Linked DNA regions of Mus musculus: regions 1, 3, 4 and 5 are each linked to region 2. The links are chromatin contacts, called in public HiChIP or PLAC-seq and promoter capture Hi-C maps. All regions are on one chromosome and are shown on one strand. The core of a region is the stretch at or near the end of the contact, and the rest is flanking DNA. Distances in the headings are between cores, read along the strand shown.

Region 1 (2,700 bases), core at 21-2,520, 440 kb before region 2:
CTAAAGCAGCAGCCGAAATCCAAGAACGCTGGAGCAGAGCCAGGGGTTCCGAGGGGGCGCGCGCGCGCGCACACACACACACACACACACACACACACACACACACACCCCTCCCGCGGCGAGGCAGGGCCGGCAGATGGACCGCCGACGACGCGGGGCTTGGGCGTCTGGCCGACACAGGCGTGCCTGTTGCAGCCTGCAGGACAAAGCCAGCTAGACAAAGGCGCGGCCAACACCTGTCGCTCCTGGCCGGCCTGCCGCTTTTCTCTGCGGAAGCGGCTGCAGCTGCCAACTGTCACGGGCATCAAGTTACTGGGGCCAGACAGCAGCCTCGGCCTGCAGGAACCAAGAATAGAAGGGGGAGGAGCTGAGAGGGACTGGGGGTAGTGGGGATGGGGGACTCTAAGGGGACTCGCGGGGAAGGGAGGTGAGCGTGGAGAGGGGTTGGGGAACAGGGATGTGTGAGACCACCGCAAAGAGGATGCGGAGGAACTAGAGGGAAATGAGAGGCGCTTAGGCGGGTACGGGGTGATGAACAAGGAAGGAGAAGCTTGACTGGGGGCAGTTGGGGTGGGGTTAAAATAGACAAGGTAGTGGTTGGGTAAGTGACTTAGAGCACAGAGAAATAGAGATTTAGTAAGAACGACCGCGGACCTTGGAGTAAGAAGGTTATAGGTGTCTTAATGGGTCCAAAAGGACACACAAGGGTCCTGTTCCTGCTGCTAAATTGGCTCGTACTTTCCCCGGACTTTGCACTCTCGCCACCGGTGACCCGAAGCCCCTTCCAGGTCCCGAGGTCACGGACTTGACTTTGGCACTGCCCTGTCTGAAGTCAGCTCTGGGACTGGAGCGCTATTCTCGAGAGCACTTTTGGTGAACCAAGGGAAGCAAATGCCCTGTAGGAATGGATGGGTGAAGAGGTGGGTGGAAGGGCGGCATGGATAGATATACGGACCGAAGGATGTATAGCTAAGTCCGAGCTTACAGGCAGGCAGGTCTGGCCTCATAACTCAGCGAAAGGAAGTACAAGCACACCAGCAAGAGAGAAGCCGGAGGTCACTGCCCAGGAGTCCTGCCCGGCCTAAGTGGCAGGAGGTCTGGCTGTGGGCTCCGCCCCGCCAGCTGCCAGAGACCCGCGGGGCCTGACAAAGCGCGCCGCTCTCATTGGCTACAGGCTGCCTCACGGCTGGCCTCTCCGACCACGCACAGCCAATCGGTGCATTGACATGTAAATAAGTTGCTATAAAATGGGCGGGGTCCCGCGGGCCGGAAGACTCCGGAGAGCTAGTGGGGCCTCCGGGCTGCGACCCACCTCGCTGAGTAGTTTGCACTAGGGCGCCGGGCTCCGTAGACCATGGCTCCGTCCCAGGCGCCCAGCCGGGACCGTGCAGGCCAGGAGGATGAGGACCGCTGGGAAGCACGGGGGGACCGCAAGGTGCGGACAGGGGCTACGGGTGGATGGGCTTGGGGGAGGTTGCGCGGGCCAGGGGGCTCAGTAGCCGCTTCCCACAGGCCCGGAAGCCCCTGGTGGAGAAGAAGCGACGCGCACGGATCAACGAGAGTCTTCAGGAGCTGCGGCTGCTGCTGGCCGGTACCGAGGTGCGACGGGAAAGGTGCAGGGGGGAGGGGGACCTTCAGGGTGCACCCCGAAGCGCACGGCCGGACTCAACTCCCTTCCCCTCTGCGCAGGTGCAGGCCAAGCTAGAGAACGCCGAGGTTCTGGAGCTGACCGTGAGGCGCGTGCAGGGCGCGCTGCGAGGCCGGGCGCGCGGTGAGTGGCGGCGGGGATCGAGGGCGGGGGCGCTGACCGGGCACGCCTGCCACCCAACAGCGGGACACGTCGGCTCCCGGAGCCCCGGTCCTATCCATGGCAAGGGCTTCCCCCAGAACGGGACACGCTACTGTGTCTCCTGGGTGAGCCCCGAACCCGCGGAGCGGATCGTCCGAGCCACGATAGTCACTGCTCACGGTGCGGGACGCTGCTCTCTTCTTCCCACCCTCCTGCACAGAGCGGGAGCAGCTGCAGGCTGAAGCAAGCGAGCGCTTCGCTGCTGGCTACATCCAGTGCATGCATGAGGTGCACACGTTCGTGTCCACGTGCCAAGCCATCGATGCCACTGTCTCAGCTGAACTCCTGAACCACCTGCTAGAATCCATGCCGCTGCGTGAGGGTAGCAGCTTTCAGGATCTGCTGGGGGACTCCCTAGCTGGGCTGCCTGGAGGCTCTGGGAGGAGCAGCTGGCCTCCAGGAGGGTCCCCAGAATCCCCATTGTCCAGTCCCCCAGGTCCCGGGGACGACCTGTGTTCTGACCTAGAGGAGATCCCAGAGGCTGAACTAAACCGGGTGCCTGCTGAGGGGCCGGATTTGGTGTCTACATCCTTAGGCAGCCTGACTGCAGCTCGCCGGGCTCAGAGTGTGTGGAGGCCTTGGTGACCAACACTTACCAGGGACCTGTGAATGGTGGCTGCCATCCTTAAGTTTGCTTCCTCCCTGGGTATCAGATAAGGTGGAGACAGCTCAGGATGCCCCCCAGGTATGCCCTCCCCACTCTCCAACAGATGACTTGAATGACAACCCTAATGGCCAGGCCCTGCAGGTCCCTAGCACTATTTTTTCGTGGACCCTAGAGCTCTGGATGGTGGCTGGGGGGCCAGGGGGTGCACTAAAGAAAGACAGGAGACTTTTGGAGAGCTGCCAGG
Region 2 (2,832 bases), core at 211-2,710:
TCTTGCCTCTGAGTTGATTCCTCTCCTTGCAGCTATTCCTCCACTGATGTCAGAACCAGTGTTTCCAGCCTTCTGATGTGGACTAGACACCAACAGTTCTCCAGAAACCAACTAGTTTTGCAACACCCCCCAATTCCCCTGAGACTGCAGAGGTCCCCAGCCTCATGAACTGAGCAAATACTGGGTTGTTTGCCCCTCTAGAGGGAGACAGTTACAGTGGGATTGTATCTCACTGGTGAGGCAGCCAGCCTCACAGACCAAACGGCTTCTAGAGTCTCACTCTTTCAGTGGGATTCAGCGTTTGTTACTGTTTTTATGTAAGTTGACTTAATACATTCGGCACATATAAAGCTCTTTCCATTGCTCCTTGTGCATGTGTTGCAAGGGCAGGTCCAGCCACCCACAAGTCTGTCTTCAGGGTACTGAATCGAGATTAGAGTTTAAATAGAGGGCCAAGGATAAGCACCTCTATTCTGATCAGTCTCAGACAACGTGTGGTCCCGCCCACCACGGATCCGTCATTATAACAACATGAGAACTTCAGTCTCATTGTAAGGTAGTCCGACAAGCTGTTAGAAATGCATGCAATCTCTTCCCAGGCAGTGTACTCCCCAGTACAAGATTGCTAGGAGAATGCCCACTCCTTTGGGCTCGCTGTTTCAACAGTCTGATGTTCAACAGTCGAACTGAGCTACCTGTTACCCTGCAGCTCTGAGACTTGACCTCTCCTTACAGCTCCCGAGCTGTTGTCTGTCTGTCCATGGGGTTAATAACTCTTTATAAACCCCTTTGATAACCCCCCCCCCCCGCAACAACCCATCTCAGTGTCCCCTTGAACTCCGGAGACCTTTGTACCAGTACCATTTCCAGTGTAAACCGAAAAGGCCACGCCCACACATCTCTACCCACTACAAGGAGGATAGAAGCGGTGCTGGGTGCCACACCTTGGATGCCAATCTAGGCACAGGGAATCAGGGTCCTGTTCAGAAACAGAATGAGGTTCTTGGTCTTCAAGGCTGTGGGGGCACCCAGACGTGTGGACAGGGTGTGCGTCCTGGAGGACAGGGTGACAAGAAGAAGGCCAGTGGCCTCTGCAGAGAAACAGGTTCTTCAGGGTGCATTGGAAAGCCTCTTGGGAATCCACGACAGCTGCCCCCTCCCCCACTTAAACGGTGCTGAGTTCCCCATTGGGAACACAAGCTGGTAATCCAGGTGAGTTGTGAGCACAGAGAGAACACGCGATTGCCTGGGACTTGTGGCTGAGCACAGGAGAACTGATTTCCATCTTTCTTCAGCCTAGAGTTTCTCCTTCTGGGGATCCTCCAGCCCTGCCCAGGCAATTACCTGCTCCAAGGCACACCCATCCCAGGCTCTGGCCCCGGCCCTGCCCATCTGGCATGCGGCCTCAAACTGGAGATGTTTACATAAATTAAGAAGTGAGCTCGCTCGCTCCTGTAACAGAAGAGCTGTTCTCTAAGTCTGTGATGCTTTCTGGTACAGGTGAGACCTGGAAAGGGCTGAAATTCAGGGCTGCAGCTCGGTGAGGAGGCAGAGAGCCACCAAGTGTGACTTCTAGCTTACTCTGACCCAGCTGATCACATGATCATGTGGGGACTTTGCACCGGAGTTTACAGGAAGAGTCCTGCCGGCTGGGGCCTTGGTGGGAGCAGGGGGCCTGCTCACTTCATTTGCTCGGCTGCTGGTAGTCAGTGTGCACTGCTCTGCCCACCCCGCCCCTGGCAGGACCCTGACGAGTCATACAGCACCCAGGGGAAGCACAGCCAGGGGAAGAGAGGGGTGCCTGCGGCCCTGTGGGATGGTGGTCTGTAGCACTCTTCTAAAGTGAACAGGTGAGTCCTTTTTAGATTGTGTTGTGCTGCGTGTGTGTGTGTGTGTGTGTGTGTGTGTGTGTGTGTGTGTGTGCTGTGAGCATGTGTGAGTGTGTGTGTATGTGTGTGTGTGTGTATGTGTGTGTGTGCTGTGAGCATGTGTGTGTGTGTGTGTGTCTGCTGTGAGTGTGTGTGCATACAGATGTGTGTCCCTGTGTTCTCAGGACCTGAATCAGAGGCGAATCTGAAACAGTAGACGCCTTGAGTTTGTTCAGCACCTATAGTGTTCTTGTTTGGGTCACATTGAATTTTCCTTGCAGAAAGTTCCAGTTAAGGGTTTTGAACATAAAAGGCGAGTGTGAGTGAGTGGGTGCCTTGTAAGGAAGCCTTTTCAGATGGCTGCAGAGGCTCCAGCAATAGCAGAGAGCTTGGCAGACTCTTCCAAAAACTCTCTTCTGCAGCTTGCTGTCAAATGCCATGTTGTTCTGAAGTTCGGTGTCTGGAATGGACAGCTTGGAGGATCTGGGTGAAGAGGAAGGGGTGCAGCTTCCTGGGGTTTCCTCCTTCCCTGAATGTGTTTTCTTAGGTGGAAGAGAGGCAGGCTTGTGACTGCTGAAGAAGGACCCAGTCAGGATGGGAAGAGACTCCCAATTGCAACCACTGCCTTCAGAAAGATCCAAATTCTAGAAGAGGGGGCAGGTACCACATCTCCAACTTTCCCTCCAAGTCGAGGCTTCTGCCTGGCTGCTATTGGAAACTTGCAACACACAGTCACTCAGAAAGCAACACGAGCACATCTGCCGTGGTCTTATCTATTACAGAGAAAAATAATTAATAGCAGGAAAAAAATTCAGTGATAGGGGAATGAACTATCAAAGCGAGATAATTGTAGAAATCTGACGCAGGCACGTGGACACTGTGTTTGATGCTATGACCATTAGGGCAGAGTGTGAGATTACATCAAAGCTGAGGTATTGTTGTTGTTATTGTTGCTGCTGTTTTG
Region 3 (2,700 bases), core at 15-2,514, 350 kb before region 2:
CCCACCCCACCCCAGCTGCTTACCATCCTCATCAGCTGAGTCCCTGTACGTTCTGCACATGCTCAGAAAGAATTCTAATAGCACAGTGATTCCCACCATGGCTGTTCCAGGGCACCAGCCTCTAGACCTCTGGGCTTCTCCCCTCTCCCTGATGGTCCCCAAGGCATTTCTCTTCAAGGTGTCAAGCATCCAGTAGACCTGGCCATTCCCTGAGGGTGCTATGATCCAATGTGAATCTAGAGACAGTTCAGTGTCTGTCTGCCCTTTACCCTCGGGGTCATTGGATAGATCCGTGAACAATGCTGTGGAGGCTGAACCACACTGCTCTATGCCACGTGGAGGTGTCTCCATCTCTATCCAACTCTGTTGATTGTTTCGAGCTCTCAAGAAGGCAGCCACGGCTAACAACTCTAAGTCCCTTGCCTGTACCAAGCAGGTCTAGGCATGCAAGCAAGTAGGAGGCTGGTAGCTCTGATAGAAATGTTCTAGCAAGATGGTCGCCATACTCGAGAGCCTTCTCACTACCACAGTCTGTGTCCCTAGGGGTACAAGATCCTGCGTACCCAAAGCCACTTTTTAAATCCACTCCTCGACCCTTTGATCAGGTCTGGTGATCAGGTCTGATCAGAGATGAGATCCTGAACACAGGCAAGGCCATCGTTGGCAGCCCTGGGTGCTCCTTGCTGAGGGAGGTGTGGAAAAACCCCAGTGACTTTTCTGTGCCAGTGCTGGATACATCTGAGGTTGTGGCTGGTGTTTAAGGGCTTTATGCGTTTTTTAGGGGGGAAGGGATGGGTTGGGAGAGGCAGAGGCACACATCTCTGACTGAGAGCTCAGGGCCTTCTAGGGATCGGACTTTCTGGACTCACCTCACCTCACAAACAGGCACAGAGCCGTCCTGTTCTAGCTTACCTGCAGCCCGCAGCCCGCATCACGGACCAGCCAGCACAGCTCTGCCAGGTTGCCCGTGGCTGCTGCATCGTGCACTGGTGTGGCCCCGTTGTGTGCCTGCTGGTTGCCTGGCAGCTTGGCTCTCTGTACCAGGAACTTGACACAGTCCAGGTGACCAGCCCGGGTGGCATGATGCACCAGGCCAGCCCCCAGATCATCAGTGATGTCTGGTCTTAGGGCACCAGCCTCAAATAGCCGTTCCAAGGTGGCCATATCCCCATCCTTGGAGGCCACCAGTGCCTGCTGCGCCTCCATCCTCAAGTCTGACTCTCAGTAGTGGCTTGTGTACAGGCCCGGCACGGCTTCCTGTTTCAGGCGTGGACGCTGCTGAAGGCTCTGGTTACCTGATAAGCAGCTCCCGGGGCAGATGGGAGGCAGCAAGAGGGGGGCAGGCTCTGGAGACTGGCCCTCAAAGCCTGGCCCAAGCAACTCGGGCTGGGTGCCTGGCCCTTCCAAGCATGAAGAGTGCGGGCCTGGGGGAAGGGTATGCAAGTCAGGCTGGCAGATTCCACTCAGCGGCTGGAGCCCTACCATCTACAGAGTGAAGTGAGAGCACCCCTCAGCAGGGCTCCTGGCCTGGGATGGGTCTCCAGCCTGCCAGCCAGCCAGCCAGCCAGCGAGCGGTGCTCACAGCTATAGTCAGCTCAGGCTCAGAAACCTGCCCCAGGAAACACTTCAGTGATAGACTAGCAGGCTACCCAGGAGACCCACTGCGATAGCCTTAGAGTCTAAATGCCATCACCCAAGGCACCCAAGACACAGACATACACATTCTGTGTGTGTGTGTGTGTGTGTGTGTTTACTTGAGACAGGGTCTCACTAAGTAGTGGTCTGGAACTCACAGAGAACAGTGATCCACCCGTCTCTATCCACCCATTGCTGGAATTAAAGGTGTGTGCAACTGTGCCTGGCTGGCTTGTATCTGAAATCCAGTCCTTGGCTGTTCTCAGCACCGACACTGGAGGAGCTTGCCTTGGCTGCTGGATTAAGGTAAGGCTGAGGGGATGACCTCACAGGCCCACATTGCCCCCTCTGGCCACAGCACTCTTGGGAGTCTGGACCATCCATGGTCCTTGGCTGGGGAAGTCAGGACTAATGTGGGGTCACCATGGTGCTATAGGAAGCTGCTGATCAGAGACCAACCTCAGGCTACCAGAAGTCCCTTTCAAGCCCCGGGGCTGCAGTGTCATTTCACAAGGTACATCAGAAACCTCCTCCCCTTCAGCTCAGATAGACAAGTGTACATCCCTGCGAGCAGCAAGACAGAGATTCTCCCACCACCGCCAGAGAAAGCCCAGGCCACTTCAGCAGGTGCAGACATGTTTCATTAGTTCATTTAATTTCTGACAACTGTTTTCACGGGTTGCGTCATCCTTTGGTCCACAGACCCAAAAAGCAGCCTCCAGGAAGACATTCCTATATAAACCTTGGTGCGATGTGTGCCACACATCCTTAAGATGGCACAGCCTTTTGCAAAATAAAATTAAAATGGAATCTGAGCGAGAAATGATCAGATTTCCCACTTTGGCAAAGACTGAGCTCAGGCACCAGCCTCCCGGTACCACGCTGGAGGTGGATCCCTGAGTAGAAGGCAGGGTAAGCTTCGACTTCCGGGGACAAGGCATGGGACATCTGCGGACCATCAGGCCAGGGAGGCAGGTGGGCAGTGGCTGGCTGAGGGCAGAGGCAGGGCTGCACTGGAGAAGGGTGTGTCTGTAGGTGCACAGGGGAAGCACGGGGGTGGGGGGT
Region 4 (2,700 bases), core at 171-2,670, 290 kb after region 2:
TAATATTTGATTTCCTGTCAAGGGGCTAAGCCAACGGAGCCAAGGGTCCAGATGTTCCCACTACTCCCATCAGTGGCCCCGCCTCCCCCCACCTGCACTGAGACCTCTTGCTCCAGGGAGATGCATCTTCCCTGTGTACATTTGACACCATCTGGAGACACAAATGCGTGACTCCTATTGCCTTCCCTATGCGCAGCAGACTCTGCACTAGGAATGAGTTATAGTTTTTATTTGTTTCTTTCTCTTTCCCTCGAGTCTTTGCTGTACCTTTGCATTAGCAATGTAACACACATGGTGAGAGGCTTTCAGATACAGGAAAGCATGGAGATGATCAGAACCTCCTCTGAAAGCAGCATCTTGCCAGGGCTTCCGGTGATACTCTGACATTTGTACTCTGGGCTGGGTGACACGTGCAGCTTGACATGTAGGCAGAAGACATGGTCTGCAGTAGGACCGGATGCTGCCTTTTTGGTTGACCTTGGTGTCTGGAAGGCTTAGGAATTATCTGCATTTCAGTAGGAATGCAAAGGGTCAGCTTCAGATCTGGGGGTGGAAGATAGATAATAAATTCCCATCTCCACAGACATCCATGCCACAGCTGGAACTGGTGAGCTAGCATTATGATCTTCTCTGTGGCTTTCCTCCCTAAATGTTATTTCCCTAACTCCCTAAATGTTAGCTGGAAACAGGGGAGGGTGGTCAGGAATATCCAGGTGAGCTCAGACATGGTCATACACATCCTTATGAAAGGAGCACCGGGAGATGTGACATACATGGGGAGAAGCTCACATGACCCTGGAGGCAGTGATGGAAGTGAGCCAAGCCCAAGTCAACACCAGAAGCTGGAGAAGGAGGGGGAGGCTTCTCCTCTGCAGTGTCCAGAGGGATGGAAGCCTGTCTGTATCGTGGGTTGCCACTTATTTCAGACTTCTAGTCTCTTTGTTACTTTAAGCCAACAAGAATGTGGCAGTTCATTGCAGAAATTACAGAAAATCAAGGAATCAAACAGAATAGGCCCTGGTATGGAGCCAGGTCCTGGACCCAAAACACACCCAGTGTCAGAAATCAGGAAGTCAGACAGACAAACAAAAGGATAGAAAAGAGGGGTAGAATCAGGATCCAGTGCACTTCAGGTCCCTCCCAATATATAATTCTCCTCTTTGTGTTTCCAAAAGCTACATGTCCTGGGGCTCAGAGATGTGGTTCCATCTCAGCACAGATTCGTACTGAGGGAGCTGCATGCTATCCAACCTGTGAGGATTCAGACAAAGCCCTTCAGGCATATGGCTCTCCAGAGTGTCCAAACGTGAAGCTGACACCTCAAGAAAGAACCATGTCCTGTCAGAATGAAACAGGGATGTGCCTGAGATGCCAGGGGTGGGTGGTAGCACCCATGCACTGGCTCTGAGGGAGCAGGGTTAATGGCTCAGAAGTGGACTCATGTATTAGTCAGCCTTTCAGCACTGTGACAGGATCCTTGATGTCTATACCTTAAAAGGAGGATTTGGGTTTGTGGCTTCAGAGGTTTTGTGGGCCCCATTGCTATGGACCTGTGATAAGGCAGAACATAACCATGGAGGGAGGAGCTGTGTGGTGGATGCTGCTCACCCCAGGGAAACCAAGAAGCAGAAACAGGGGCAAGATAGACCTTTCAAAGACATGCCCCTGGTGACTCACCTCTTCCAACCAAACCCTCTCTCCTTCTAGTCCCTTTAGGTTATGAACTCATTAGTAGGGTAATTCATTGGTAAGGTTGAAGTCAGAGTCCTCACTGAATCAGATCATTGATGAAGCCCGAGTCTTTATGATCCCTTCAATTCCCAGCAGCACTCTCACCTGGGGATGAAGCCTTTGGAGGAGCACTTCATGTTAGAGTTTGAATATGAAACTTACCTCTTATGCTCATGTTTTGAATACCTCATCCCAAGCTGGTAGCACTAATTTTAGAGGAAACTTAAGGAGGTGGCATCTAGCTGGATGAAGGTCCCTGGGTGTGGGTTCTAGGGACTATATTCTCTCTGGTGTCTTTACCAACCCCCTTCCTGCCTCCTGTTGGCAAAGGGGTGAGTAGCAGCCCCTTTCACAGACTCCTGACACCAGGATGATGCTCTCCCCATACTCATGGGGAAGAGTAACCATGGGCTGAACCCTCTAAAACCACCAGCCAGGATAAATCCTACTCCCTCAAAGGGTCTTTAGAGGGATTTGGTCTCAGTGATAGGAAAAGTGAAATAACACACCCCACATCTAAGCCACTCACAGCCATTTCTAGAATATCCTATCCATCCCCCCTTGTATGTCATATTTCATTAGACGTTAGTTGACTCCTAAGGGAACTTGATGGTGAGTTTGCTCTAAGGGTCTCTCAGTGGCCTTCCTCTGTCCTGGAGATTTCCCCTTGAGGTGTTTGTGCTTGCCACCAGACCCCCTTGGGTCCCTGACTGAACTGGCCAGAGAGCAGCTGTGTGTTGCTCTCAGATTTCTTACAGAATGCTGACATCATGTACAGTCCTCCCCAGAAACACAAGAGCCAGGTGGGTATGAGGCAGAACACCCCACTGATAATTCCAGGCTGCGGCAGTGGGTGGGAGCCAGAAACTGAGAACTGAGGTGGAAGTAGCTGACTGGGCTGGGGGTGGGGACTTCCTGTCTGAGCCTGTGAATGATAGGACAAACCTTCCAGACTTCAGGTGGGGGAGG
Region 5 (2,879 bases), core at 160-2,659, 500 kb before region 2:
ATGTATTATATACAAAACATACATACACACATATAAAGTTATATTTGTTTTTTACAATTATTTATTTGTGTGTGTGTGTGTGTATGTGTGCCTACATCTGCACTTATGTGCCCATGTGTACCACCAAATCTAGGGGTCAGAGACTATCCTTTGGGAATCAACTTTTCTTCCATCATGTGGGTCCTGGGGTGGAACTCAGGCAGTTAGGTTTGATGGTACATGCATTTCCCCACTGAACCATCTCACGGGCCCTACATAAAAATTTAGAAAATGTAAAGAAGAAATCATGTTTCCTTATATTTCACAGAGGAAGGATGTAAAATTGGGGTTTCTCTTTCTGCTTTGCTTTTTAAGTATATGCTACACAGAGACAGGTGACGTACACACCTTGCTGTTAAAGTGAACTCGTTTTAGAAGAATAGCTTGCAAACCTGGGTTTCTCAGCCCAATATAGCCTTCAAGGTAGGTGTTTCAGATGGAGGCCTTCCATGGCAAGCTTTGCTTCCTTGGCTCCTGGGACGGAGAACAGAACAAGACATTCCAAGACTCCTGATCTTTGACCCCAAGGTCAACCATCTGAGGCCAGAATGGCCAGGTTGGACCAGGCTTGTGACTCTGAGTGGTCAGCTAGTGCATCAGAAGGGTGGGAAGTGGATAAAGGAAACACCCAATGACTTCTGTCAACCTCCACTCCCCCGCCTCACCCCACTCCCTGCCGCCAATTACCACTGCCCTGCGACAGGGTCTCCCTCAGCCTCCGTTGCCTTGAGAGAACATATTGTGTTCTCCAAGAGTAGAAGTGGTGTCCACTCCTTGTCACTGCAACACATCCAAAGCTCTCATTCTGTTGTTGCACCTGCGCTCCAGAGAAATCTGAGTCCAAGGGGCACAAGGTCTCCATGACCTTGAGAGGTGACTGGTGAGGAGCACTTGATTGAGAGTATTTCATGACAAGGGTCCCACTTTCAGTCTTCTTTACAGAAGTTGGGAAGATTGCTTTCTAGCTAATGAATCCAAGAAAGCTGGTTTCTCACTGCAACTGAACAGAGACAACTCTTATTTGCTGGGGACATGTTCTGGTAGCCACGCAGATCTGAGCCAGGGCTGGAGACTGAGTGCCTCTCCATCTATATGGCCTTGATTGTCACCACTTTGCTAATGGGTCATGGTGGCAGCTGAGACATGGCCACTGTGGGTCTTCCTTCCTTCCTTCCTTCCTTCCTTCCTTCCTTCCTTCCTTCCTCTCTCTCTCTCTCTCTCTCTCTCTCTCTCTCTCTCTCTCTCTCTTTCATCATAGAAATAGGTACATGCTGTAAAACTTTGGCTTCCTTTTTCTGCTCCCCCACCCCCCTCTTTAGCAAACCAGGTTGTTAAACATTCACTACCACTCTGTTGGAGTCACTATCAGAATCGAGTGGAATTAGTTCCTGGTGCCTCTGCCAGACACTGCAGAAGGCACACTCCACATCACAGAGGAGAGCTGAAAGGAATGCAAGTTGAGCCCTGCTCTCCATCCCCCATGGCTCAGTGAAGATCCATTATCCTACAAGTGCCTGCAGGCCTCCCAGCCAGCTCTGCAGCTCTGTGGCTACTGGACTAGCTCCTGCCAGAGTGGGCTTAGGCTCTGGCAGGCTCTGAACTGCCCCTAGCTGGAGGCCTGTAACCTGAGAGGTGAGGGAAGGTTAGAGGCTTAAGCCAAATACCACCCTGCAGGCACCTGACCCACAGGAAGGATCAGGCAAGAGCAGAATCCTCTGGGGAAGTAATGGCTCCTGCTGCATTGAGGAGACTTGAAGGGGTAAGATTCTTAGCCCACCTACCTACAAGGTCTATATCACAGGGTCAGGGTCACATTTGAACACTGGGTGTCTGTCAAGGCTGGGATTTGGGTCTCTGATCCCAGGCCCCTAGTTCTAGGTCTGATTTTTCAATAATCTACCTAGTACTATAGGAGATTAAAATTTCCTAAGCTGCCTTAGAGCCCTAAGGTTTTCAAAATTTGTCTTAAATGGGAGATTAACTGTCCTAAGCCCTTTCCTTTCCCATTTGTCCAGGTCCAGAATCAAACACAAGCCACCTTCTTCACTGTCATTGCCATTGCCACCGCTCTCACCAAGCATTGCCCAGTGCCTTGTTCCCTCTTTGCCCCACCCCATTACAGCCGTCTAGAGGTAAAATGTCTAGTAACTGCAGTGCTACCAATGACTAGGTTATTAGCAGGGATCAGAAAACCTTTCCTGCAAAGGGTCAGATAGTAAACAGTCTCAGCTAATAGGCTCTCTTGGCAGAGTCACAATAGCATCCTGGGGCTTTCTTCCCTCTCCCCTTTCCCTTTAACTCGCAGGCTATGCCAAAGCTGGCCTCGAGCCAGATTTGACTGCCAAGCCATAGTTTAATGATCTCTGGTGATTATGGTCTCACAGGGACAGGTGAGCTTGGATATGCTTTGTGTCTTACAATGTGACTCGTCCCTCAAAGTTCCATGTCTAGGGAGCCTGGTCCTCAGTGTGGTGACATTGGGACGTGCTGTGCACCTTTTAAGAGGTGGGGACAGGGGAAGGTCCTTAGATCATTGAGGCTGCTGAGGATCAAGGTAGAGGGCATGAAACATATTTGGTTATTTCTGGAGTAAGGGCCTTTTATCATCTCCCTGTCTTTATTCCTAGTGATGTAATCCCTCCTTCGTGGGTGTGCTTCTGCTACAGTGCCATCCAATACGAGGTTTTCACCAAAGCCATAATCCGAGGGCCACCTGATCTTGGACTTTCGGTCTTCAAATCTGTGGGTTACATAAGCTTCTTTTCTTCACAAAGTAGCCTCTCTCATATTACATCGCAGTGTTGAAAACAGATCAGTCGTGCATGGTAAGCGGTTCAATT

Evidence for each region. Promoter capture Hi-C pulls out the DNA fragments that hold promoters and counts their contacts. HiChIP or PLAC-seq counts read pairs in DNA pulled down with a chosen protein or histone mark.
Region 1: a contact with region 2 is called in a promoter capture Hi-C map of neural stem cells. The contact joins the promoter of Hes6 here to the promoter of Rab17 in region 2. A contact is called at or near these places in 10 of 39 promoter capture datasets (the 3T3-L1 cell line, the C10 cell line, the HPC-7 cell line and 5 more), 2 of 15 datasets of contacts at CTCF or cohesin (embryonic stem cells and large pre-B cells), 1 of 484 Hi-C or Micro-C datasets (muscle stem cells), 4 of 115 datasets of contacts at active chromatin or transcription factors (extraembryonic endoderm stem cells, large pre-B cells, pro-B cells and 1 more) and 1 of 9 other capture datasets (liver).
Region 3: a promoter capture Hi-C map of trophoblast stem cells shows a contact between it and region 2, with 4 times the contacts expected there. The contact joins the promoter of Espnl here to the promoter of Rab17 in region 2. A contact is called at or near these places in 21 of 39 promoter capture datasets (the 3T3-L1 cell line, 3T3-L1-derived adipocytes, the C10 cell line and 15 more), 2 of 15 datasets of contacts at CTCF or cohesin (the NIH/3T3 cell line and large pre-B cells), 4 of 484 Hi-C or Micro-C datasets (bone marrow-derived macrophages, liver and nephron progenitors), 4 of 115 datasets of contacts at active chromatin or transcription factors (the HPC-7 cell line, embryonic basal ganglia, pancreatic cancer cells and 1 more) and 5 of 9 other capture datasets (adipose tissue, embryonic stem cells, liver and 2 more).
Region 4: a FOXA1 HiChIP or PLAC-seq map of pancreatic cancer cells shows a contact between it and region 2. The contact joins the enhancer-like site here to the promoter of Rab17 in region 2. A contact is called at or near these places in 4 of 39 promoter capture datasets (the C10 cell line, cranial neural crest, embryonic stem cells and 1 more), 1 of 15 datasets of contacts at CTCF or cohesin (the NIH/3T3 cell line), 1 of 484 Hi-C or Micro-C datasets (the G1E-ER4 cell line), 2 of 115 datasets of contacts at active chromatin or transcription factors (embryonic fibroblasts and pancreatic cancer cells) and 4 of 9 other capture datasets (adipose tissue, embryonic stem cells, liver and 1 more).
Region 5: a promoter capture Hi-C map of neutrophils shows a contact between it and region 2, with 3 times the contacts expected there. The contact joins the enhancer-like site here to the promoter of Rab17 in region 2. A contact is called at or near these places in 14 of 39 promoter capture datasets (the 3T3-L1 cell line, 3T3-L1-derived adipocytes, the C10 cell line and 9 more), 1 of 15 datasets of contacts at CTCF or cohesin (embryonic stem cells) and 2 of 115 datasets of contacts at active chromatin or transcription factors (the NIH/3T3 cell line and pancreatic cancer cells).

The regions. Positions count from the first base shown.
Region 1 is chr1:91,411,792-91,414,491 of GRCm38.p6, reverse strand. Hes6 (hairy and enhancer of split 6) reads left to right here and starts at 1,270. Exons shown (of 4, transcript NM_019479.3): 1 at 1,270-1,435; 2 at 1,513-1,599; 3 at 1,690-1,771; 4 at 2,010-2,700. The coding sequence starts at 1,355. The coding sequence ends at 2,434.
Region 2 is chr1:90,968,248-90,971,079 of GRCm38.p6, reverse strand. Rab17 (RAB17, member RAS oncogene family) reads left to right here and starts at 1,460. Exons shown (of 6, transcript NM_008998.4): 1 at 1,460-1,850.
Region 3 is chr1:91,320,639-91,323,338 of GRCm38.p6, reverse strand. It overlaps Espnl (espin-like), which reads right to left and starts at 1,264. Exons shown (of 9, transcript NM_001033292.3): 1 at 913-1,264. The coding sequence starts at 1,206. Scly (selenocysteine lyase) reads right to left here. Exons shown (of 12, transcript NM_016717.3): 12 at 2,259-2,700.
Region 4 is chr1:90,676,736-90,679,435 of GRCm38.p6, reverse strand. It overlaps Gm9991 (a long non-coding RNA gene), which reads right to left. Exons shown (of 3, transcript XR_878398.1): 3 at 1-543. Among named protein-coding and RNA genes, the nearest start is that of Gm9991, 3.6 kb to the right of the region's middle. Within about 2 kb of position 1,420, at least 26 of the 459 cell types and tissues checked have an H3K27ac peak or open chromatin away from gene starts, as enhancers often do. A contact at or near this core is called in embryonic fibroblasts, pancreatic cancer cells and pancreatic islet, where this site is marked.
Region 5 is chr1:91,464,096-91,466,974 of GRCm38.p6, reverse strand. No RefSeq gene overlaps it. Among named protein-coding and RNA genes, the nearest start is that of Per2, 6.2 kb to the right of the region's middle. Within about 2 kb of position 1,409, at least 47 of the 459 cell types and tissues checked have an H3K27ac peak or open chromatin away from gene starts, as enhancers often do.